4 separate regions of the Mus musculus genome follow, and all the other regions are linked to region 2. A link is a contact called in public Micro-C and promoter capture Hi-C data. All regions are on one chromosome and are shown on one strand. The core of a region is the stretch at or near the end of the contact, and the rest is flanking DNA. Distances in the headings are between cores, read along the strand shown. Region 1 holds the start of Tbx15 (T-box 15). Region 2 holds the start of Pitx2 (paired-like homeodomain transcription factor 2). Region 3 holds the start of Lhx8 (LIM homeobox protein 8). Region 4 holds the start of Alx3 (aristaless-like homeobox 3).

Region 1 (2,700 bases), core at 199-2,698, about 30 Mb before region 2:
GTTGTTTTAAGTTCCTAGGTTATCTGTGGTGAATGAACGGTCCTGAAAGCTTTAAAAGTGAGGCGTGGGAGCAAAGGGAGATCATTAGTAAGAGATGAGAGCCAAGTTCTGGAGATGAGGGGATTTGAAGAAATTTTGAAAAAGTTCCTTCCCAGCTATCAGAAGTCTTATCTATCTCCCCCCCACCCCCAACCCCGGCACCCGCTGTGGGTTCTTTGGAATAAGAGCCCGGGATAGGCGAAGCGCAGCTCAGAGTCTGCTGCGCTATGAAAGTTACTATTTGTGTGGTGCAGGGGCCCAGTCTAGCAGGGTAAGTTTGCAGACCCCGAGGCAAGCTAAGCGGCCCATGCAGGTCTCTTAACTCTCAGCGTGTCTGTCTCCTCCCTCCATCAGGTAGAACAAGGAGCGTGAAGTCCTGAAATGTTCAGTTATAAGGCCGAATGGCAGCAGGAAAATTTTTTGTTGTTGTTGTTTCGTTTTGCCTTAACCGGACCCGCTTAGAAAGTCATTGATCTGGAACACAGTAGAAACCTGCGTAGAGAAATTTGGGCAGATCTCAAAGCCCCTGGGGGCATGGGTGATATGATCAGAAATATCTTCTGCCTTTTTTTTTTTTTTTTTTTTTTTTTTTTTGAGGAGAGGGACAGGTTAGCATTTTGTCACAGCATCAGCTTCCCAGATCTGCATCTGAACTGAGTATGATAGCTAGCTCTATTAGATCCTGAGAGTTTGGAAGGAAACTGTATGGATTCGTATTTGGACTTGTAGAGTCTATAAGGGCGAAGATCAGATTTTGACTTTGAGCTGTCCCGACTGCCCTCCTCCTACAGAGAAACAAGTCGGGTGCCGGGAAGCCAGGGGTTAAAGTTGGCAGAGAAGCATCCTGGGGATGGCCAGCGCACAGCCTTGGCCCGAGCCTCAGTCTCTCCCTTCTCCCCATTGGCCCGAGCTCTCGGGCTTTCTCTTGTTCCTTTCTTGCCATTGGCTGGGGGCTGGCTTTCCTCCCCTCTGCCTTTTTCTGCTCCCCCTCCCTTTTCCCTCACCCCTCGGACAGGAGCTCACTGCCTACCCCCTGTTCCTCGGGAAGGGAGGAATTCAGGGGGGAAAAGTTTCCCAGAAGTTTGGATCAGGGAAGGACGGGAAGAACGAGTGGGGAAGGGGGAGAGGGAGGAGAAAAAGGAAGAGGGAGTGAATTTAAAAAAAAAAAAAAAAAAGAAAGAAAGAAAAGAAAAAAAAAAAAGAAAAGATGAAGTTCAGTCAGCAGAGTTTGTGAGCGCCTGCCCGGGTGGGTGGGGAGCTGGACTCAGTGCTCCATGCAACGGGCGGGCGGCGTTCCCCGCGCTAGTTCCTAGAGGCTGGGGCAGCTGGGGGCACCGGTCTGATCCGGCGGTCGAGGGCGGGGGAGGACACGGAGGGAGGGCGCAGATCACCCGCGGAGCCGCCGCCCCAGTTTCGGCCGCGGCGCCGCCGCCTCTCCAGGGCCGGGTCGGCGGGCGCTCGGAGCGTGCGGCCGCGGGGCTGCCAGCTCAGTAGCGCGGGCTAGAGGAGACCCGGGTGCGGGCGGCTAAAATGAGTGAACGGAGAAGATCTGCAGTCGCCCTGAGCTCCCGAGCACATGCCTTCTCCGTTGAAGCCTTGATCGGCTCAAATAAAAAGCGGAAACTGCGAGACTGGGAGGAGAAGGGGCTGGACTTGTCCATGGAGGCGCTGAGTCCCGCAGGCCCACTCGGAGACACAGACGACCCGGCGACACACGGCCTGGAGCCCCACCCGGGTGAGTGTGTCGGATCGGACGACGGGAGGCGGGTGGAGAAGGAACACCAGCCGGTATCCCCGCGAGTGGAGGGAGGCCCTGCCTGCTGACTCCCTGCCTCACTCCGACGGGGGTTCCTTTTTCTTGGCATAAATACCTTGAGCCTCCCTAAATTCGCCGGAACCAATTTGGGGGCCTGGCCCGAGCCTTGCATTTTAATCGCCAATTTCAAGGCCTACTTGCGTCCATCCCCCTTCTCTTGTGTCAGAGACTGAGGGCTGCGGGTCCCTGGGTTTGAAAGAGCTCAGTCAAAGACACTGGAGAAAGAGCCCAGTGGATCTGAGACTTGCTTCCGTGCTTCTGAGAGCCCCCGAGTGCTGCCAGACGAAGCCTATAAGGCAGCCATGGGAAATGTTCCGGTTTTCTCTTTTAGTTTCTCTCTCAACTAAGTTTTAGATGGTGGAGTATAATTATTTCTATTTCACTGGGGACATAGTAGATAGACACTGTATCCTGAGACCCAGGTCTTTAATCCGTGCCCACATCTCAGTATTTGGGTGGGTGCACGTTTCAACTAATTTTCTTAGATCTCTCCATATTGTACATAATTAATATGCACAAAACACTTAAAACTCAAGGCGGATGTCAATGTGTGTATTTTAACAGAACCCTAAGAGGGAGAAAACAGCTTCACATTTTGTATTTAGTGCCAAGATTTCAACAGTGCAAAACAGCCCGGGGGAACAGCTGTTGTCAAAATCCTGTAAGCACGCTCACAAACACTACACTCATAACTCGGTTTAGCGGCTTCAGAATATTTTCAACAACTAGTATTTTCAGCCCAGATTTCTAAGGCCCTGCAGAAGGTGTCCCTGCGGACCAGCTAGGATCCAGGACTAGACTCCTTGTCCTACACGGCTTGGGGGTGGGGGGGAAGAGTCAGGCAG
Region 2 (2,963 bases), core at 13-2,512:
CATCCCGGTGCAATTTAATACCACTCTCAGTCAGGAACCTTAACCTCGTCATTTTAAAAAATGAGATATCCGCGACCCGGGGTGAACTTGTTGAGTGTAGGTACAGCAGAGGAAATTCTAGACTCTGAGAGTCCCAGACTTGAGCAAGAGATCCCATGCCGACACACTGGCCGGTGTGTGGCCCTGTCTACCTGCGCTCTTCCACTCTGATCCACCCGTCTTGACCTCAGACACCACCGTGACCTAGCCCTTGCCTTACTGTAGTTCAGGCCTCCCTCCGGTCATCGTCTGGTAATATCTCCCTCCTCCTCCTCCTCCTCCTCCTCCTCCTCCTCCTCCTCCTCCTCCTCCTCCTCCTCCTCCTCCTCCTCCCCCTCCCTCTCTCCCTCCCTCCCTCTCTCCCTCCCTCTCTCCCTTCCTTACCCCTTTTTCTTTCTTTCTTTCTCTCTCCTTCCCTCCCTTCTTTCATCCCCCCCACACACACCTATCGGCTGTGGCTCTCCCACCTTCTGCCGCTAGCTCACCCTATTTTTCTAACTTCTCCCAGTCATCATCTTCTCTTTGCCACCCCATCCATCCACCCACCTTCAGTGCTGCCCTCTGTGGATCCCTCAATTCCCTCCCACTGCCCCTGTAGACAATCAGTACAGTAACCAGCTTTCCTCTACTCCGCGGGCCTGAAAGGAGGTCACGCGCGCGCACACTCACATCCACACTTCGAAAGCCTCACCCGGATCAAACCAAGCCACACTGCCCTTTGTTTCATTTCATGGGCCACTTTGCTAGTCCCTTCCTCGTAAGCCACCCAGACTTTGCTCCGCGCGAATAGGTTTCTGTCTCCCCAGGCTCTGGCCCTCCCACTCAGATTTAGAAGGGGTTTGACGCACAACCGTTTTTTCTCCGTCCATTCCATCCTTGTCCCTTTCCTACCATCCCCACCATCCTGCTCCCCAGCTTGAGTGCTAGCTCCTGCCACTGGTCAGCTCCTGTCGGTCGGTAGTTGCCTCCGGCCCCTGATCCTCCGCTCCTCCCTCCTGGGTTCTGTCCGGGACCGCAGTCTCCTGGGCCCCTGGGCCTCACTTCTCAGCCCTAGTGGTCCCCTGTCCCCTCGATCGCCCCTGCACGCTCCCCCACCCCCGCAGTGGCCCAAGGCTGTGCTCGCCCCTTGATCGCCCAGCGTACAGCAGGCTCGGCCGCCCGCCCGCGCGCCACTGTGCACTGGAGTTTGGTGGAATCTCTGCTGACGTCACGACACTCCGCACACGGAGTCGGAGCGGAGGGAAGAGAGAGGGATGAGAGCGAGGGAGGGGAGAGAGAGTGCGAGACCGAGAGAGAAAGCCGGAGAGCAGCAGACAGAAACTGCCGGCGCCCGCTAGCTTTAGCAGCCCCCCGCGTGGACCCTCTCGGAACTTGGCACCCTCAAGATCCCCGCAGTTCCACCCAGACCCGCTCCACGGCGCTGGCTGTGCAGCCCGAGCCTCGGCCGCCTGGCAGTCACCCTGGGAAGCGGTGGGACGGGGAGACAGCCGTTCTCTCTCCGGTAGCCGGTAAGTGGAGGCCCTCTCTCCCACAGAGCTGTGAGATAATGCGAGTCTGGAAATTTGTTCCACTCTGGAGAACCTCCGCCGTGTATGATTTGTGGCTCGCCGGGCTTGTTTCTCCAGATTCAGCGCAGTTGGCAAACAGATCTTACAGAGCCCCTGTTCCGTTCGCCCTCAATCGCAGACACTAGAACAGTCCTACCCGGCGTTGAAGTCGACTGGAAGCCAGGCATGGCTGGCAGTTAAAACGAGGCATCTTCCCTGAAATTTCGATGCCAACAGGGTAGGGAGAAATCCTCCAGCTGAGGATTAGCCCAGTCAAGATAAAGGGCCAGCTACAAAGTTTCAGCTACTGGAATAGATTAGCCCCTTCCCATCATTACCCATTGGAAAAAAAAGGAGATTCCATCTTAACCGGCGGTTAGTGACCTCTCAGGCCCAAGCGAATTACCTGAGAGCCAGGCCTAGATGCCAACCCGCACAATTACTTCGGATTATAAATCCTTTAAATTGATCATCAGTCAACTCCAATCTTGTACTGAGGGAGATGCATTTTAAACGGATGCGGAGAGGCCACTATTTTGCAACTGGTAACTAAGTAAAAACATGCGATTCCAAACCAGCGAAATACAGTCCTTTTATTCCAATTAAATCACCTTCCCTAAACAATTTAGAAATCAAACTATCCTAGGAGGCTGGGATATTTTTGTTTTTATTCTATTTTGTAGGACTACCGTATTTTTTTGAGGTAAATTAAAATGGGGAGAGAGTCTTTTACTATTATGAATTACAATAATATGCATTCATACATTCTAAACGATTTAACGAACAAGTAATTTGATTTTTAAGAGATCTCTGCATCCTTTTCAGACCATTAGTTACAATTAAAGATATTTTATTCTCATGCAGTATCATTTAGAGGAGACTCCACCTAAAACCAATAATTTCACAGAAACAAAGATTGTTACTGAAGTGAATTGAGGACTTGTTGTTGTTGTTGTTGTTGTTGTTGTTGTTGTTGTTTGGGGGGCGTTGAAAATGAGCACAGTATTCCAATAATCAAAGTTTAGTTTCAAAACAAAGTAGCTACTTCACTTATGGAATGTTTTGCTTTGCCTCAGCAAAACTACGCCTAAGTTACTGCCCTGCTTTGTCCTGTAAGCTGAGCACTGTAGCTCCAAAGCTCCAGAAGCACACATTCCACAGAGCTTTAAAGAAAGCTTGCTCATGGTGAAGCACGGGGCTGTGCTAAAGTGGTATCTTAATTTCCTTAAATGATTACCCACTGCAAATTAATTTGCTGGCTAATCACACCAATTTAGTTCATTTAAAACATATGGCCTCATGCTTTTTATTTTTCAGCTTTCCATGAATGGTTCTGCTGTGGGATAAGAAAGGAAATGAAAAGGGTGAAATGGGAAA
Region 3 (2,700 bases), core at 171-2,670, about 25 Mb after region 2:
AATTGCCACTTAGTGCTCAGTAAGTCAACATTTTAGCTACTAAAGGATTAGTTTTAACCAGTGCAAAAGCGGGCCGAATAATGGAAATATCCAGCTGAATTTAATTTGTTCCATTAAAAAAAAAAAAAAACTCACCCAATGCGGGTCAGAATATTTTAGAGCACGCGGACGCGTCGCTCAAGTGTCCCCAATCCCTGGCTGCACTTTCAGTTTTGTTCTATAAACGAATGCAATCTCTCTGAGAAGTCTAGTTTAGGGCGAGTGGGTCCGCGGATTCCAGCAGCCCACACCCCTCGCTTTTGCGTCCCTTTGTCTCCTTTTCCTCTGTCTTCCGAAAGCTCCAGGTGAGCCAGCGGCCGCACGCCTGGGTAGCCCCGGCGCAGCTGCTCCCGGGCGCGTCTTCGTGGACAGAAAGCATCCAGACAGAAACGCTACCCGCAACCGTCAGACAAACACGAAGCCAGCACTACTCTGCCCATGTCCAGCCGATACCCCCACCCCGGCCCTGCTCTCCAACAGTTTAGGAACCGAGTTCCACCATAAAATGCGAGCACCCACGGGTCTTGCCTCCGGAGTAGGTGACAGCTTGCCAGGTCTCCCCGTTAGGCTCGCCTCGTACTGCGAAATTTGCCCTTTTGGTATTTCCAACGAAATCGTTCTTTTGTCCCTTTCTAAGAGCGGGCGGGCCCTGGAAGACTCAAGTCCCCAGGTCTGTCGCCGCCGGGTCTCAAGCCCCACATTCACCTTATCCGTGGCAAGAGCCAGCGTTCAGCAGAGCGCAGCCATTGGTATCTGGTGCCCTGAGACAAACACCTAGACCCCCGGCCCCTGCCCCAGACTGCCGCGAACAGCCCGTCACGTAGAATACAAGCAGGACTCACGTTGCCCCGTGAGCGTCTTAGGCTCCAGGTTTCGTCTCCCAAATTAGAGTGTCCATGCCTTAGGTTAAGTGAGCCCGTGGGGAGGGGACGGAGTGATTACTACCTAACGCTACTACGTAATAAAAAAAATTGTCAGGTCTGGAGACGAGGCAGTGACAGGTAGTTTCCCAGCCTGGTTTAGGGGCCGGACAACTCTCTTCTCTCAAGGAAACTCCTATTCAACAGATCCCGCCCGGTGTAGGCTCGCTTACCTTCTCGCGGGGAACCGCCAGCTCCGGCACTTCCTTTCCCTCCAGCTTACACACAAACATCTGATCGCTCTTCCAATACATGGCCCCGCAGGCGCTGCTCGTCACATACCAGCTCCAGAGGGTCAGAGGCTGTGGGTGTCCGCAGTGTCCCCTCCTCCGCCCCCAAAGGCCAAGGAAAGCTAACAGGCAGAACAGCGATGCCACCAGTGTGTCTTGTTCCAAAAAGGCCACAGTGACCGTAACCACTCTCTGACCCACTGTTCTTCCTCTCTCAGCCACACTAAGGCCTGTCCCTCCAGGAAAAGAGGGAAAGTTGTGTTTTCCAGAGGGTGGAACCTCGCAGAGAGGAGGGGGTGTGGGGGAAAAGTCTTTTCCTGAAGGGACAGCCTCACCTCCTTATGAAAAACCCGCCTTCTCTACATGTTAAGATCTTTATCTGCACCAGACAACTTACTCTGAGTTCAGTGTTAAAGGTGGGGGGGAATTGCGGATGTCCGTTAACTTGCCTTTTTTTTTTCTTTTTAAGAATAAGCTTTCTGCCTCTGAGTTGTCTTTAAATTCTCGCTCCCCAGCCAAAACCTAAACAAAGATTCGGGTTACAGCTCTTTCAGCGGCTCACGGAGGGAAAGCGGAGGTCTTCTGGATTCCCAAGTCTTAGGTCTCCCTAAATGCGCACCAATGGTTCTCTCTACATTTTCGAAAGGTTTTCCCGTTAAGATAATGAAGGGACAAACGAAGGACTAGATTTGATTCGCGACTAGATTTGAAATCAAGGATACAAGAAAAACGAAAGTATGTTACGATTTTTTTATTTTCTTTAATTCTAGACAAACGGTATGCCATAGATAGACTGCTGCGCACTCCACATTCCCGTGCTTAAGTGTGAACGTTTGAATGTGAGTAGGGTAGAGATAATTTTTATCTGAATTGGAAAGTGTGAGGTTTTTTGTTTGTTTGTTTATGAGGTCTCACTTTGTTTATAGAAGAAAAATTTTGTAAGAAGTTATTTTTTAATTACTTTTATTTATTTGTCCCTTTAGATAAGCAAAAGAGAAACGTTTGGAATTTAAGTGATATAAGAACATCCTGGAGTCAGTTTCTCAAGCCTTATAACAAAACCATGCTTTTGTTACCTTAGTTAGACAGAAATATATGTAGTGAAACACAAGGAAGAGCAATCTTACTCCCTTGTCTTATTTTAGCGGGAGAAGAAGAACCCAGACCAGCCATCAGGGGTAGTGGAGGGGCCAGCAGCAACTAATGCTGACCACACTTTCTCTGGACAAAATGAGCATTGGGGTGGGCAGGGATTAAAGGTTTTCTTTGATTGCCCCTTTCCTCCTTAAACACAGAGGACGTTTGAACATACGCCATCTCGGCTCTCCTTTTCAGCCATTACATACACTTTCATATTAGCACCCTCTGGCCGATGCCCATCAGGAGATCTCCATTAAATTTAGCGTGGAGTATGAGGGACCTGAGATTTAAGAATCGACTGTATTCTGGTAAAGCATAGAACGGTGGAGGTTTGGACCGACTGCCCGAAAAGCTAAATAGTGGTTGTTGTT
Region 4 (2,730 bases), core at 33-2,532, about 22 Mb before region 2:
ATTAGGGGCCCTAATGGCCATAATGCCTCCAATGTGGTGTTTAAGCCAATAAGGCTTCAGAAAAGTTACGGTATGTTTAATAATGGCTTAATGACTCCTTGTGAGATGCAAGGCTTCTGGTTCCTGTTTGGCCTTGATTTACAGCCCAACTCTGGCTGAGGACAGCCAAGAAACCTCCTCTAAGCCTCCAACGGAAGAGGGAGGTGTTCACACCAGGCCTCTTAGATTCCTTTTAAAAATGAGAATTCAAATAGAATACAAATGATGTTTGACTCCCTGCCCCTCTCGCTAATCTCCAGGGGTCCTAAAAATATAAATGTTTTAACCCGGACCTAAGGGATCTTTAAGCTCGGGTCCAAAGGACCTCTGGTATTTCTTCCCAGATCTTAGGCACAGTAAGGATTATTCAGTTTCAGAAAGGCTAAGCTATACCCTAATCCTAGGCTTCCTTTGGGTCGAGGAGACTCACCTTTGGGAGATGCAATCCTACCCTCGCTATGTCTAAAATAGCAAGCCTGAAGCAGTTAATTTGCAGTGGATCTGAGTGACATTCAGTTTATGCTGCTCAGAAGGACAATGACCCTTCTGCTCTTCCATAGCTGACCCAAAAAGCTACCTGGGCAGACCACTGTGAAACCTAGAGATCTCTCTGTCTGTTTTGGCCTGCCTGGGCTTTGGAACTCACCACCAAATGTAGATGGACCACAGTCAGCTGAAAACGCTAAGTGAGAGGTTCAAATCACAGATAATCAATGACAGTATTGAGGCCCAAGCTCCCAAGCCCCCTGCTGTTTCCACAGCATCCAGTCTCTAGGATGTCCAGGCAAAACAAGTGTCTAAGGGAGATGCCCTTGCTTTTTTCCAGCTACCAGCAAAAATAAACCGAGCAAGGTGAAGGGGAAACTCTACCACAGTAGAGGCCTCTCTTCTCAGACTGATGTCAGATCAGGCCTCAAAGAGAATGTTGGAGGAGGGATGGGGGAGGGTGCGGGGGTGGGGAGGATGTCTGCCCTCACCGTTTCACCTCCCCAGGGCCAAGAGCCACTAAGATGGATATCAGGACTTGAGGGTGCAGCTCAGAGCCAAGGACTCACCCGACTGCTAGACAAAAGGGATCCTGCCCTCGAAAGGAAGCAGCTTCCCTCTCTTCTCTTCCAACTGCTTGTGATACCAGACTCGGGGTGAATGGGGTGGGGTGGGGGTGTTCCTGGGCTCCGAGGGGTTAACCCGCACGGGGCCGCACGTGACGTGGATGGTTCCAGCATTAAGTCAGAGGCGCGGCCCCCTCTCCTGCCCCCCACCCCCCGCGGCGCGCGCCGCTCCCGGGGGCTCCGCGCCCCCGAGCCCAGGTCCCTCCCCCTTGGCTCACAGGCCGCGCGGGTTAGCGGGAGCCCCGGAGCTCCGGCGGCCTGTGAGCCCGAGCCGGCATGGACCCCGAGCGCTGCGCGCCTTTCTCCGTGGGGCCGGCGGCCGGTCCTTACGCGGCCGCGGGGGACGAGGCTCCGGGTCCCCAGGGGACTCCCGATGCTGCGCCTCACCTGCACCCCGCGCCACCCCGCGGTCCGCGCCTGAGCCGCTTCCCGGCCTGTGGGCCCCTGGAACCCTACCTCCCAGAGCCCGCCAAGCCGCCCGCCAAGTACCTGCAGGACCTCGGGCCAGGCCCGGTGCTCAACGGCGGCCACTTCTACGAGGGCTCCGCGGAAGGTAACACGCCGGGGGTCGGGGGTGGTGGTGGAACCCCATGTCGTTCTTATCCCCAGCCCTTCCTGGTCTCCCCGACTCTCCCGCTTTCTTGCTTCTTAACTTTGGGTACGTCTCGCATTTTCCACGATTCCCTCGCTAGATCGCTGCTGGCCTGGCCGGACAAGGCCAGGGCATTGGGGACCGCAGAATCGCCTGTGTCCCCGGCCGGCAGAGGCAATGGGAGGCGGGAGGTCAAAGGAGGGTGGAGTAGGGACGATCTTGGGCCCATTCCGACCCCCAAGGTGATTGAACCTGGGAGGAGAGATCGCGCTCATCCGGAGCCGAGCCTCTCTGCCACCGACCCAGAAGAGGGGACTGGGTGGAGGGCCCCGGAGCCTAACTGGGCCCCAAAGCTGGGAGAGAAGAGTTCTGCTTTTGTGCATGGCGCCCGCTGAGGGCGTAGAGGCTGGGCCTCGACTTAGTGGCCAAACTGGACTCAGCGAGGGAAAGGCTGTGTCCTGGACTTACCCAGCTCTCATCCTCGGGCCCAGCCTCTGCAGGAAAAGGTTTTCTGATGCCGTTAAGTCGCTCCGCAGAGTGGCGGTGGCTGCTCCCCCTCAGAACTGGGACTGTCTTCAAGATCAAATAACTATGTTCTTGTTTCTCAGATTAACTTGGCCTCCCCGTCGCCACGGGGATGGCTACCCTTCTTGCAGTTGGCATCTCGGCACCGAATCATCACCGCTGAGCCGTCGGAAGCGGTCCCGAACTATCCTAAATCCCAGGGCGCATCCCACTCCGGGGACCGTGCCCTGTGTGCTAAGGCGGGTCGGACCGTACCATTATCTGAGAATGCGCCTGAGTGGCAGGGCCTGCCAAGACTCTTTTGCCGCCCACTGTACTCGCTGACCCACGAGTGGCTCAGCACCCACGCCCACCCCTCGTATGCAGCCACATTTCGTAGCCTAGACCCAAAACTAGATCCCGGGAGATCCGCCAATGCGGCAATCGCCTGCTCCTCGCGGGCCTCCTCAGAGAGGCTGGGCA

What was found. Promoter capture Hi-C pulls out the DNA fragments that hold promoters and counts their contacts. Hi-C and Micro-C count contacts between places; a contact is called where the count stands out from the background.
Region 1: a contact with region 2 is called in a promoter capture Hi-C map of embryonic stem cells, with 6 read pairs. The contact joins the promoter of Tbx15 here to the promoter of Pitx2 in region 2. A contact is called at or near these places in 3 of 39 promoter capture datasets (cranial neural crest and embryonic stem cells).
Region 3: a promoter capture Hi-C map of second pharyngeal arch cranial neural crest shows a contact between it and region 2. The contact joins the promoter of Lhx8 here to the promoter of Pitx2 in region 2. A contact is called at or near these places in 4 of 39 promoter capture datasets (cranial neural crest, embryonic stem cells and second pharyngeal arch cranial neural crest).
Region 4: a Micro-C map of embryonic stem cells shows a contact between it and region 2, with 14 times the contacts expected there. The contact joins the promoter of Alx3 here to the promoter of Pitx2 in region 2. A contact is called at or near these places in 1 of 39 promoter capture datasets (cranial neural crest) and 3 of 484 Hi-C or Micro-C datasets (all in embryonic stem cells).

What each region holds. Positions count from the first base shown.
Region 1 is chr3:99,252,312-99,255,011 of GRCm38.p6, forward strand. It overlaps Tbx15 (T-box 15), which reads left to right and starts at 1,449. Exons shown (of 8, transcript NM_009323.2): 1 at 1,449-1,774. The coding sequence starts at 1,570.
Region 2 is chr3:129,198,616-129,201,578 of GRCm38.p6, forward strand. It overlaps Pitx2 (paired-like homeodomain transcription factor 2), which reads left to right and starts at 1,263. Exons shown (of 5, transcript NM_011098.4): 1 at 1,263-1,547. It overlaps Gm40149 (a long non-coding RNA gene), which reads right to left and starts at 294. Exons shown (of 4, transcript XR_867634.2): 1 at 1-294.
Region 3 is chr3:154,329,140-154,331,839 of GRCm38.p6, forward strand. It overlaps Lhx8 (LIM homeobox protein 8), which reads right to left and starts at 1,421. Exons shown (of 9, transcript NM_010713.2): 1 at 1,133-1,421. The coding sequence starts at 1,213. It overlaps AI606473 (expressed sequence AI606473), which reads left to right and starts at 1,682. Exons shown (of 3, transcript NR_040387.1): 1 at 1,682-1,924.
Region 4 is chr3:107,593,749-107,596,478 of GRCm38.p6, forward strand. Alx3 (aristaless-like homeobox 3) reads left to right here and starts at 1,283. Exons shown (of 4, transcript NM_007441.3): 1 at 1,283-1,704. The coding sequence starts at 1,428.